Linked DNA regions of Sus scrofa: all the other regions are linked to region 3. The links are chromatin contacts, called in public Hi-C and HiChIP or PLAC-seq maps. All regions are on one chromosome and are shown on one strand. Each heading gives the region's core, a stretch centred on a gene start, on an enhancer-like site or on the middle of the called end of the contact. The rest is flanking DNA. Distances are from core to core; before and after follow the strand shown. Region 1 has its middle 39 kb from the start of ARPP21. Region 2 has its middle 92 kb from the start of ARPP21. Region 3 has its middle 170 kb from the start of MIR128-2.

Region 1 (3,733 bases), core at 100-2,599, 290 kb after region 3:
AAAATTACAGTCCCATAGAGAAAGAATAAAAAAAATCCCCTCCTTTGCAAAGCTCAGCACGAGTGGGAATCCTGCCATTGAACAGTCTGTCCATGTTCAATTTTAGCATCATATAATTTCCTGCATAATTGTTTAAATGTCCTCATTCTCATCTCTGTCGCTTTCCCCACACTTTGCTATTTTTTAAAGAAAGCATCCAAACTGCATGTCTGGTTCAACGGGGAATTTCACAGAGGAAAAATGCCAGACTACATCATATGCCTTGAGTTATCGCAACACCTAAGGAAAAAAAACACCGTGCATCCGAGATGGAAGTCCTCCAGTTCACTGCTGCCTCCGGTGACCTCCCTTCTTTGCCAGCCGCTTCAAGGCCAGGCATGTAAAAATTCCTCATGTGTTTGTGTCATTCGATTCCCAAATATCACATAACCAAAAATATTAAAATAAAACTGCTCATAACATTTTCCTGAATGCCATCTGGGCCCCACTGGAAGCTGACACTATCTGTCAAACTCAAGATAACCACATTTTCCCCTCCTTTGTATGTGTTAATGTTTGTCATAATGGATTTCACTTTAATGCCCCAATTACATTTATGACATTCTTTCAACCGAGTGGCACTAATGACTTTCATTATTATTTATGCTCCTCCTTAATTATAAGACTCTCACCTCTCTCATTACACACACTCCTTCATAACCCCCTCACTTGCATACATGCTCTCTGGTATGAGGCTAATGTGCCTTGGCTTCCAATTTCGGAAAACACAATGATTAATTACTCCTGTTAAATCATCCTACCCTAGGGTGATCAGATTGGCAAAATGAGATGAAGGTCCAGATTGCTACTCCAGAAGGATTTCCCAGGACACCTGTCAGAGAGAAAAAAAAAAAAGAAGAGGTGCCCCAACCCCCTAATCAATGAATGCATGGCATCCATGCTTGTCTTAGCTCTGGGATGAATCACAAGGAGATGCAATTTTAAATTAAAATAAAATAGCAAAGCTTTGGTACAAATGCCTGGCTTTATAGATGACGATAATCAGATTCAATGATGTGACGAAGAACTGAGCATCCTCTGAAGTACACCATTCCTTCTGTCAATTAATATTGTTTCTAGAAAGAGCTTACCTGGTTTAGTAGACTGAAAACACTGGACCAATTTTTTTCAGTTTCTCCATTAAGAAAAGGAATACACTTTATGCCCCTTAAATCTGTGCTGGGCTTATGGTTTGATTAGCCAAGAATGTGGCAGAAGAAACGTTGTATTTGTTCCAAGCCTGGGTCTCAAGAAGTCTTATGCCTTCCACTCGGCTCTCTCAGTACCTCTGCTATTTCCATGGGAACAAACCCAGCCTCTCCAGAAAGGTCCACCTGTCCCAGGCAGCCCTGAGTGACTTACCAGCTAAATGCAGTTATACATCAAGCCCAGCCAAGATCAGACAAATCCATAACACCCCATCCAGCTAAATCTGGCTCAAATTGCCAGTGTGAAGAACCCTGAGCTCAGGAATGGTTTGAAGTATTTAAAATGTTTTAGGGTGGTTCATTACCTAACATAAGCTAACTGGTTTACCTGGCAAAAGCAAGACATCTGGAATGGAATCTATGATGAAGGTTGCAGAGAAAATAATCATTAAGGAGAAATTTGCTCTAGGAATGGAAAAAAAAAAAAAAAAGAGTGAACTCAGCAAATCTGAGAAGGAGCTAGTATTCTAATCTTTCTCACTCCATAAATGAGAACACTGAGGCCCAGAGATGGCTCAAGTTCAAACTGATGAAATAATCTGCATAAAATCTCAGAGGAGAAAACAAGATTCAAACTTAGTATTTGGCTCAAAAGTCAATACATGTCCAAGCACAACATTTGCTGGCACAAAGATCAAGACACCTCACCATCAGGAAGCAGCATTTCCTGAGAATCTCTTACCTTTCTCATTGTTCCAGCAAGGACTGGCAAAAAGAGGTGGCTGGGCAGAGAGGGCAGGAGGATAGCAAAGCCTCTTGTTTCTGTTCTCATCGAGAGACAGAGCTGGCCTCTTCCCATCTCTTTCCTCAGCTGATGGACTTGAGAAATGTCAGAGGCAGTTGCTTAAGCCATAGTCAAAGGCACAGCCAGGCAGAGCCATGAATTTTGCCAAAAGCCACATTTCAGTGTATAAAATGAATTTGCTGACAAGTGTGAGTTATGGTTAAAAGGCTTGCATGTTTCCTTAAGGGCCTAAGCATTTCTTAGAACAGTCTCTAGAATCATTGCCATTAGTATGCTGGCCTTTGCTCTCTTTGTAGAAAAATTTCCATCTAAAATCACAGTGTCATAAAAATTAAGCAGTTTCACTGCATTTTCCCCCTTTGCTGAGAAACTAATAAGGATGAATCCCTTTTAAACCACTGTATGCCAAAACTGATTTACAATAAACACAAGCTGAAAAATAATAGTAATGATTTAGAAAGTTCTCAAGTAATGTATAATCCAATTTGAATTAAATTTCCTCTTTATCCAATTTTGTTTTTATTTATTCTAAACTATTTCAAACTTCATGTATATAAGGTTCTACAGGAAACTTGATTTTATATACATACCATTTAATAATTTATTCAAAAAATTTACTCACTCTCCTGGCCTTTGACACAAGGCTTAGCCCCAACACTAACTAGATGTGGGCTCCCTCAGCCCCATCAATCTCTATAAAAAATGGAGATAAAACTCTTATGTATGAGATCCCTCTGAAGTCTGTGAAACTCGTTATTTTATAATGAAAGGTATCTCTAAATACTTTGGATGAATTTGGATTTTTCTAATTTAAACACTATCAAAGTAGAATACGTTTGACATACTGAGTCTTTCCAAGAGATCTTTAGTAGACTTAATTTTGGAAGGCAAAGTATTACCAGAACAGATTCTTACCGTCAGATGATTACATCTAGAGGGACAACTGAAGGAGACTATTGAGGTGGCTTCCATAGTCTTTTCTCATGTGATAATGTCAGACCAATGAGTTTCACGCAGAAATCTGCACAAGGCAGGTGGAAAGGCCCGCTGCTTATCCAAACTGCAGCTGGTAATTCTCTATGTAACTCTTCCCTAGCTGAAGTCATTTTGCCCCTGTGGTTAGGTGAAATGTCACACATTCTTTTGCACATGAAGTTCTAAGTTCCAAAGTGTTATGAGTTACACGTCCCCTAGAACAGTAAGTCCTGTGACAAATCTTAATTCCATTGGCTGACAGACTATATCAAAATCACCTCAAATATCTCTCATTCTGACCTAGGACATTTTAATTTATTAATTCCAGAATGGGGTCAAGGATTCTGTGTTGTTCATAAGCCCTTGAGATTTTATGACTCTACTGCATATTGTTTCATGTGAGGAGATGGAGGAATTAAGTGAATTTTATTCTAAGTAGCCAAAATGTTACTGTACACTTTGTACCCAATCCCTGATATTTGTTACTAAGGAGATTTGGGATATTAACCATGCTAAAATAAGAGGTAATATGAATTTTGAGTACCACTGGCAATCCTTGTGTATGACCTAAAATTATCATTTAATTAATCTGGGTATCATTTTCCTTACCTGTAAGAACAGTCAGACCATACAATGATCACCCTCTTTGATGAGGTGACAGGGTGTCCTCAGAGCTTCTTCTAGGGTCACTGTAGCTGTGAGTCTGGGCAGTGGTTAAACAGACCAGGCCACACAAGGCTTCTTGTGTCCAGCCCTTCTCTTTGAT
Region 2 (3,688 bases), core at 913-3,412, 350 kb after region 3:
ACGCAAGACTTGTTCATATATCTATAGTGGTTTGTTAACTGTCTGTTCTCATAGGAATTTGTTCTTAGAATCCAGCGTACTACTGGTTTCTCTTAAAATTTTGTCATTTACAGGATGCTCATTATATTGACTTAAATTCCAGTAAACTATAGAGGAATTTAAAGAGAAAAAAAAAAAAACTAACAACAAAATCAGTGCTTCATCATTTACAACCATCTGAGAACACTGTGATCCAATCCAAGGTTTGCACCAATTACATCAGTATAAGCTGCTTTCCTCTTTCTCTGTTTTCACCAGAAGCTCTGCACATCTATATCAAACATCAGAGGTATTTATTACATACTTAGCAAGGGCAATAGATGTATGGAAGGGAAGTGGCAGAAAGCAGTGGTAAAGAAGGAGTATCTGGCCTCTTTCACTGTGCTGGGTTTGTGATATCAAATAGTTAGAAGACTTGAACCTTTAATCAATCAATTACTTGCTCGAATTTCTTTCAAGGAAGATCTCAGAGAAGGATCAAATTTCAGCATCAACTGATTTTGTCTTTGGTTCCTTTTGTTGAAGTCCGTGCTTTTCCATGAAAAAGAATTAATCCTTAAAAACGGACTCTAATATTGATACATCCTTACATTCCTTTTATGTTCATGCATATCATCTTTTTCTTTTTGCCATTTCTTGGGCCACTCCCGCAGCATATTGAGGTTCCCAGGCTAGGGGTCGAATCGGAGCTGTAGCCACTGGCCTACGCCAAAGCCATAGCAACGTGGGATCCGAGCCACGTCTGTGACCTACACCACAGCTCATGGCAACCCCAGATCCTTAACCCACTGAGCAAGGCCAGGGATTGAACCCTCAACCTCATGGTTCCTAGTCAGGTTCGTCGACCACTGAGCCATGACGGGAACTCCCATGCATATCATCTTTTGAAAGAAAAATGCTCAGTAGAAAACTGCATTTATTGAATAATACATATTTTGCCAATTTTTACAAACCACAGAATGTTGTTTTAGTTTGAGTTCATACAAAAAGAGTCTAGGAACAGGATCTGAGTACTGAGTGTACCATTCATGTCATTGTTGGTTGTGTCAGATGTATGTTATCACATGTGATCCCACATCAAACCATGTATAGACCAGGAGACCAAGTTTCAGAGAGAAAAAAATGTGACAAAGTCATAATTCTAACTCAACTGTGTGTGTGCTCAGGTAACTCAGCGTTGTTCCAAGAGCTCCATGTTTATCCTGGACCAGCTTTGTGGTATGTGACCTTGGGCAAATCACTCAACCTATGCGACCCTTAGTATCCTCAACTGCTTCAACGTAATCTCTGCTTTGCCTGTCGGATAGGGTATTTTAAAGACCAAAACCGTCAATGAGCCTATTTGATACTTAACTTGGGACAGCTATTTAAAACAAACAAACAAAAAAACAATTTTAACAATTTTAAACAAACAATTGGATTGCATTTGCCCTGGATCATCTCAGTGTTGAAAGTTCCTACTGCCCCATCTATCACTGATTTTTGTCAAGGGTGTGCTGTGTGCTTCTGGATCTTTTGCAACAGGGTTCACAGCTTCAAAAACAAGGGAGAAGACAAACTTGGTTCCATTATAGTTTTGTTGTGAACTGCACATAGACACTGATTTATGTCTATATGTGAGTAAAGAGGTCAGTTTAACTAAACAAGGGACAAAATAGGGGCCATTCAGCCACTGATGCCTGAACCTCTGGCCTGCTGCTATGAAAATACATCTACTTTCTCAGGGTGATCCCCCAACCCCCCATCACTTAGGATCCAGCAGCCTCTGCCTGTCTGTCCTAGATTTCTTTCTTTAACAACAGGTGCCTGCATTACTGAGAGATAGTTTTATTGCATCTTGATGTCATGACTGCAGCTGCTAGTATATAAATAAACTGGAGGCCACCAGAGGGCTTTTTAAAAATCTAAGACCTATAAGGAAGAAATGTCTTAATATGTTTTATATTTTTAACAGAGAAGGAAACTGAAAACTTATAATGAAACTGATTTTTAGCATTTCAACTAAGATTCCATGTCAGTAAGTTCTTTGTAGATACCATGTGACCATCAGAGGAGGAATAAACTAAGTATGGACCATGCTCATGTGAATTAAACTACAATAGCCACTTAATTTTTTATGAGTGTGTAAATTTCACTTCAATAGTATCACTTCTTGATTTCCTTCTTTTTCTCCTTTCTGACTTTCTTACCATGTAACACAGAGAAATTACGATTATTAAGGGGTCAGTCCATTTGTGGGCAGAGAAAATCCTGAAACTCTCCAGTTAAACAAAACATTTCTCATTTGGATTAAATGAAGTGAGAGAAGAAAGGATGAAACCCTTGGAAAACTGCTGTGTGTGCATTACCAAGGTTCTTTTTTTCCTCTGTGTGTGTGTGTGTGTGTGTGTGCGCGCGCACGTATATATTTTTTTCTCTCTCTTCTTCGTTGCTGAAATTGTGAGATTGAATTTGATGGTGCCATCTCAAGTCTGTAATTAATAGGAAAATTAGCTATGGCTTTGGGGAGTTTTTGAAGACTGGATACAACCATGGAGTATAACACTCTGCTACCATTCAGTTTTTGAGAATGGAAGAAACTGAATTTTAAGTAACTCAATACCTCCTTTTCAGCACTTGTTTAATAGTACATGTCCTTTAACCAAAGAACACAGATGGTACAATGAGGTTTTAATTAGATTTCGCGTTGGATCCAATTAGCTACAGTTGCAAATGTAAAATCTAAAATAGAGCATTAAGAAATAACTTTATCGAGTCACTTCAATTTGTTAGGTCACTGGCCTTCCTGGATTGCAGCGGACATACAGCTCAAGATAACAGCATCATGAATTCCTATTTAAAACATATGTCAGTGGGGAGTTCCCATCATGGCTTAGGATCCTCCCTGACTAGGCTCCATGAGGATGTGGGTTTGATCCCTGGCCTCTTTCAGTGGGTTAAGGATCCAGAGTTGCTGTGAGCTGTGGTGTAGGTGGCAGACATGGCTCAGATCCTGCGTTGCTGTGGCTGGGGTGTAGGCTGGCAGCTACAATTCTGATTTGACCCCTAACCTGGAAACTCCCATGTGCTGCAAGTGCAGCCCTAGAAAGCAAACAAAACAAAAACCAACCAACCAAACAAACAAAACATATGCCAGTGGTTAAAATTGTGTCTGATGTATAGGTTCAGAAATGGTCTTTCTCAACTTCTCTACTTATGAAAATATGAATAAAGATGAAAATCTCCCCAACACACTGAAAGGAAAGCTTATTCCAGAGTTTGGACAGAATTTATTCTAACAATGAGGTCAGTTGGGCTGGAATAAAAATTAAAACACAGCCATAGACATATCTGAAGTGCACCTCATGACATAAGTAGTCTTTTCTTCACAAAAGAGAATTTGGGAGGTGGGTGAGTAACAGTGCAAGAGTAAGAAAGATGATTGGTACATCTCCCATGGTTTCACCTTGATGAAATAATCAAAATTAAATAATAAAAAATAACATGACCATTAGACCTCCCCTACTCTTTCTCCTAATATGTGCAAATTTTTGAGATGTTTGAACATTGTTATGTCTCAAGAGTGCCTCTTACCTCCAATGCCCTCATTTTCACTTTAAAAAATATTAATTTGGAGTACACTTGCGATGCAGTGGGTAAGGATCTGGCA
Region 3 (3,701 bases), core at 89-2,588:
CTAGAAAACCAGACACTGGGTGACACAGGCAATAAAATTTAATACCCAGATCTCAACAGGTGGACAGGCTGAAGCTATGATAAACTGTTTCAGCTCTGATGTTTAGCCTGGGAACTGGAGCAGCATGCACCAATAGATGGAGTCATTCAAAAACTAGCTGTATGGAGATGAGAGAGAAAGGTGTGGAGATAGAGATGAGAGAGAAAAAGGCAGGGTAAATGAGGGTCCAAAGATGGCAAAACGCCATCTCCACATGACCCAAGATCCAACTGGGAAAACTGCAAATGGCTTTTTGGAGAAAAGTTTGCCTAATATAATAGTCAAAGAAAAAAAAAAAAGTGCTGCTGCTCAGTACTTTCTTACACCAAATGGAGGCATTGCATAGAGAAAAATAACTTCAGCTAAAATTCTGGACCAGGGTATTCATAGTTTGGCTTCCAGATTCAAATTTTGGCTCTAATTGGGATTAGCACACAATCTTTTTGTTTCTCTCTCCATGCAAGCCCAAATTCTGCAGAATAGGGTCTCATCCTGTTTGGGAATAAAAATGGGTCCCTATCTTGCAATATCATTGGAATAATGTGCTGAAATCCTCTCCTGGTTTGCTTCTTGATATATATTCTTTGTGTCTATTTTTCCTCTATAAATGTTTAGTGCAGCCATTGCCAGTTCTACATCTCTTCTACTCCTTCCACACTCTCACCTGGACCCTCTCGGACTGTCTTCCCGCCCCAGTTTCGGATCTCCCTAAACCTCCTCAGCCCCGGGGTCTTTGTTACATCAAGACCACTCTATTTGCCAGTTCTCCAGCCCCCGCCCCCACCTTCTCCCTAGGCTTCGAGGTCAGCACCTCACAGGCCCAGAATCCGAGAATGAGGAACCCAGGTAATACACAAGTTAAGCGAACTCGCAACCTACGTGAGAGGTACTAATTGACTCACCTCTGAGGTCAACGTTCAAACCAGAGGATCAGTGAGCTGTGGACCTCTGCACCGCCAGAGTCTTTTGCCCAACTCAGAGCAAAGATCGTAGAAATGCAGCTGTTAGACCTACGAGAGTGCCTGTAAGATGAGATCTAGCCTTGACTGGGGGAAACATTCTTGCGCAATCTGTAGCAGATCCTGAGGTAAGAAGAAACTGGGGAGAGGTGGAGTTTTCGGCGCTTGTTACAGGGAGGGGGCGTAGTAGCAAGCAGAGTCCTTTGAGTAAGGACACCTGTATTTAAATCTGTGTATTTAAATCTGCTAGGGAACTTGGTTGTTTTGGTTAGTTTTAGTGTAGATTTAAAAAAATGGGCCCCACTCCAGATCTACTAAATCACATTCTCTGAAGTTGAGTGGGGAATATAAGAATAGCTGCAATAATTGGGAGGCTTGAAAAAAAAAAAGAATAGTTGCAGTAGGGGGCAGGTACTTTTGGATTAGATGGCTGGCAATTGCCGTTTATTTTGCAAGATAAATATTTAGAACTTGTATTTCTGTTTTTAGGCATGTGTGTGTATCAAATCTTCATGTTGGATGCCTTAAACCTACACAATGTTATATGTCAATTGCATTTTTAGGGACCCATCGATGGGACACCTGCCCCCCCGCCCCCCGCCTCAGCCAGACACAATAATAATTACTTGCATGAGCTGTCTCACAATAGGAAGTCCTAGATAAGGAACACAGTGCTCCTGTGCTGTTACACTATTACAGAAACTTAACCAACCCGGAGAATTTGAGAGGGGCCAAAAGGAGGGAGTGACAGGGGTCCCCCTTCCAGTAACAATAATATCTCAATAAAATAGGTAGAAATAAATACAAATGTATATCCTTCTATTTGTCAATAACCACATGAGCATTTTTGCATGTTTATTTTCCATATTTATTTGTAATTGCTATTTATAAACATAGAATTCTGGTCTATCAAGTGTTTTTACCAAAATTTACTTAAACATTCCCAAATGTCAAGCACATGAACTTATTTACCATGTATATAATCTTGCCCTCTCCAATCTATTCTCCAGAAAGCAGCTAAAATGCGCTTTATAAAATACGAACATGACTACACCACTTTTATAATTAAATCTTGAGTGGTTTCCCATGGCTTTTCGAATAAGAATCCAAAAATCCTTTTTTTTTTTTTTTTTTTTTTGTCTTTGTCTTTTTAGGCCTGCACCAATGGCATATGGAGGTTCCCAGGCTAGGGGTCTAATTAGAGCTGTAGCCGCCGGCCTACACCAGAGCCACTGCAACACAGGATCCGAACTGTGTCTGTGACCTACACTACAGCTCATGATTTACAAGGAGATCCTGCTGAATAGCATTGAGAACTATGTCTAGATACTCATGTTGCAACAGAAGAAAGGGTGGGGGAAAAAACTGTAATTGCAATGTATACATATAAGGATAACCTGACCCCCTTGCTGTACAGTGGGAAAAATTAAAAAAAAAAAATTTAATGAGTAAACATTCTGTCATCACCAAAAAAAAAAAAAAGTAATTTTTGTAAAAATTGAAAAAAAAAACAAAAAACAAAAACAAAAACAAAAATCCACACCACGTCAGAGTGGGGTAGTGGTTAAGAGTTGGAGTTTTGTACCCAGATAAAGCCTTCCATCAAAACTTGCTCCATAACTCAGTACTGTGCTTGTGGAGCTAGTGAATAAGGCTCAATGTCCTCATCTAATCTCCTGGTTTTTTATGAGGACTAATTAAAATGTGTAAGAAGCACTTAGCAAAGTGTCTGGCACATAGCAAGTGCTCCGTAAATGTAAACTGCAGTTATTTTTAGCCATTATAAGTGCTCTTCTGACCCCAGCATACCTTTCAAGTCTCACCTGGCACCATTATTTACCTAGCTCCTGATGCTCTGGCCATATGACCCTTCAGTCAATTCTTCAATAAACTATAACCTTTTTTTTTCATGTTAGAACCTTGATATATTATTCTCCCCCTATCTAGACTATACCTCCTTTAACCAACTAACATCTCCTCAAATTTAAGATTTTAGCCTCCATTTTTCTTTCTTTGTACAAAGCGTCCCTGAGCCCTAATAGAAATCATCAGTCTCCTTCTTGAGGCTTGTGCACCCATCCTGCAGCTGCTGTGAATGCTGACCCATTCTCTGGAGAACTGACTTACAATTGTTCTCAGCTATTATTATGAATCAGAATCACCTGGAGAGTTTTTGCCCCTCAGATTTCCTGGTCCCAGTTCTAGAGTTCCTGGTTCAGAGGTTCTGGGAAGATCTCTGAGAAGTGATGGTCTAACAAATTCCCAGGTGACGTTGATGAATCATTAGCATCATGATGTTATTGCTCTCCACTGGAGGTAAAGCCTCCTCGGTTGAGGGTTACAGCCAACCCTGCCCATCCCTCCTTCACATTGAGGACAACTCGCTGACAGGGGAAAAAGAATGGCTTCCTCACCACAAAGTGCAAACAACTCTAGGGTACAAGTCTGGCTCCAGAGTCCCCATGGGATCAAGATGAAGCCACAGATTTGCTCAGCTCCTTTCTCTGCCCCACCCTGCTTCCCCCCACTTTCATTTCCCTCAGAGTACTCCTTTGATAAACAATGTGCAATATAAAAAATGTTCAACATCACTAAGTATTAGAAAAATGCAAATCAAAACTACAATGTGAGACCACCTCACACTGGTCAGAATGGCCATCATTAATAAGTCCACAAACAACAAATGCTAGAGAGGTTGTGGAG

What was found. Hi-C and Micro-C count contacts between places; a contact is called where the count stands out from the background. HiChIP or PLAC-seq counts read pairs in DNA pulled down with a chosen protein or histone mark.
Region 1: a contact with region 3 is called in an H3K27ac HiChIP or PLAC-seq map of skeletal muscle, with 5 times the contacts expected there. The contact joins two enhancer-like sites. A contact is called at or near these places in 1 of 47 Hi-C or Micro-C datasets (skeletal muscle) and 1 of 2 datasets of contacts at active chromatin or transcription factors (skeletal muscle).
Region 2: a contact with region 3 is called in a Hi-C map of skeletal muscle, with 7 times the contacts expected there. The contact joins two enhancer-like sites. A contact is called at or near these places in 7 of 47 Hi-C or Micro-C datasets (embryonic fibroblasts, fetal skeletal muscle, psoas muscle and 2 more) and 1 of 2 datasets of contacts at active chromatin or transcription factors (skeletal muscle).

The regions. Positions count from the first base shown.
Region 1 is chr13:20,914,082-20,917,814 of Sscrofa11.1, reverse strand. No RefSeq gene overlaps it. Among named protein-coding and RNA genes, the nearest start is that of ARPP21, 39 kb to the left of the region's middle. Within about 2 kb of position 1,349, at least 4 of the 83 cell types and tissues checked have an H3K27ac peak or open chromatin away from gene starts, as enhancers often do. A contact at or near this core is called in skeletal muscle, where this site is marked.
Region 2 is chr13:20,861,500-20,865,187 of Sscrofa11.1, reverse strand. No RefSeq gene overlaps it. Among named protein-coding and RNA genes, the nearest start is that of ARPP21, 92 kb to the left of the region's middle. Within about 2 kb of position 2,162, at least 5 of the 83 cell types and tissues checked have an H3K27ac peak or open chromatin away from gene starts, as enhancers often do. A contact at or near this core is called in fetal skeletal muscle and skeletal muscle, where this site is marked.
Region 3 is chr13:21,206,303-21,210,003 of Sscrofa11.1, reverse strand. No RefSeq gene overlaps it. Among named protein-coding and RNA genes, the nearest start is that of MIR128-2, 170 kb to the right of the region's middle. Within about 2 kb of position 1,338, at least 4 of the 83 cell types and tissues checked have an H3K27ac peak or open chromatin away from gene starts, as enhancers often do. A contact at or near this core is called in fetal skeletal muscle and skeletal muscle, where this site is marked.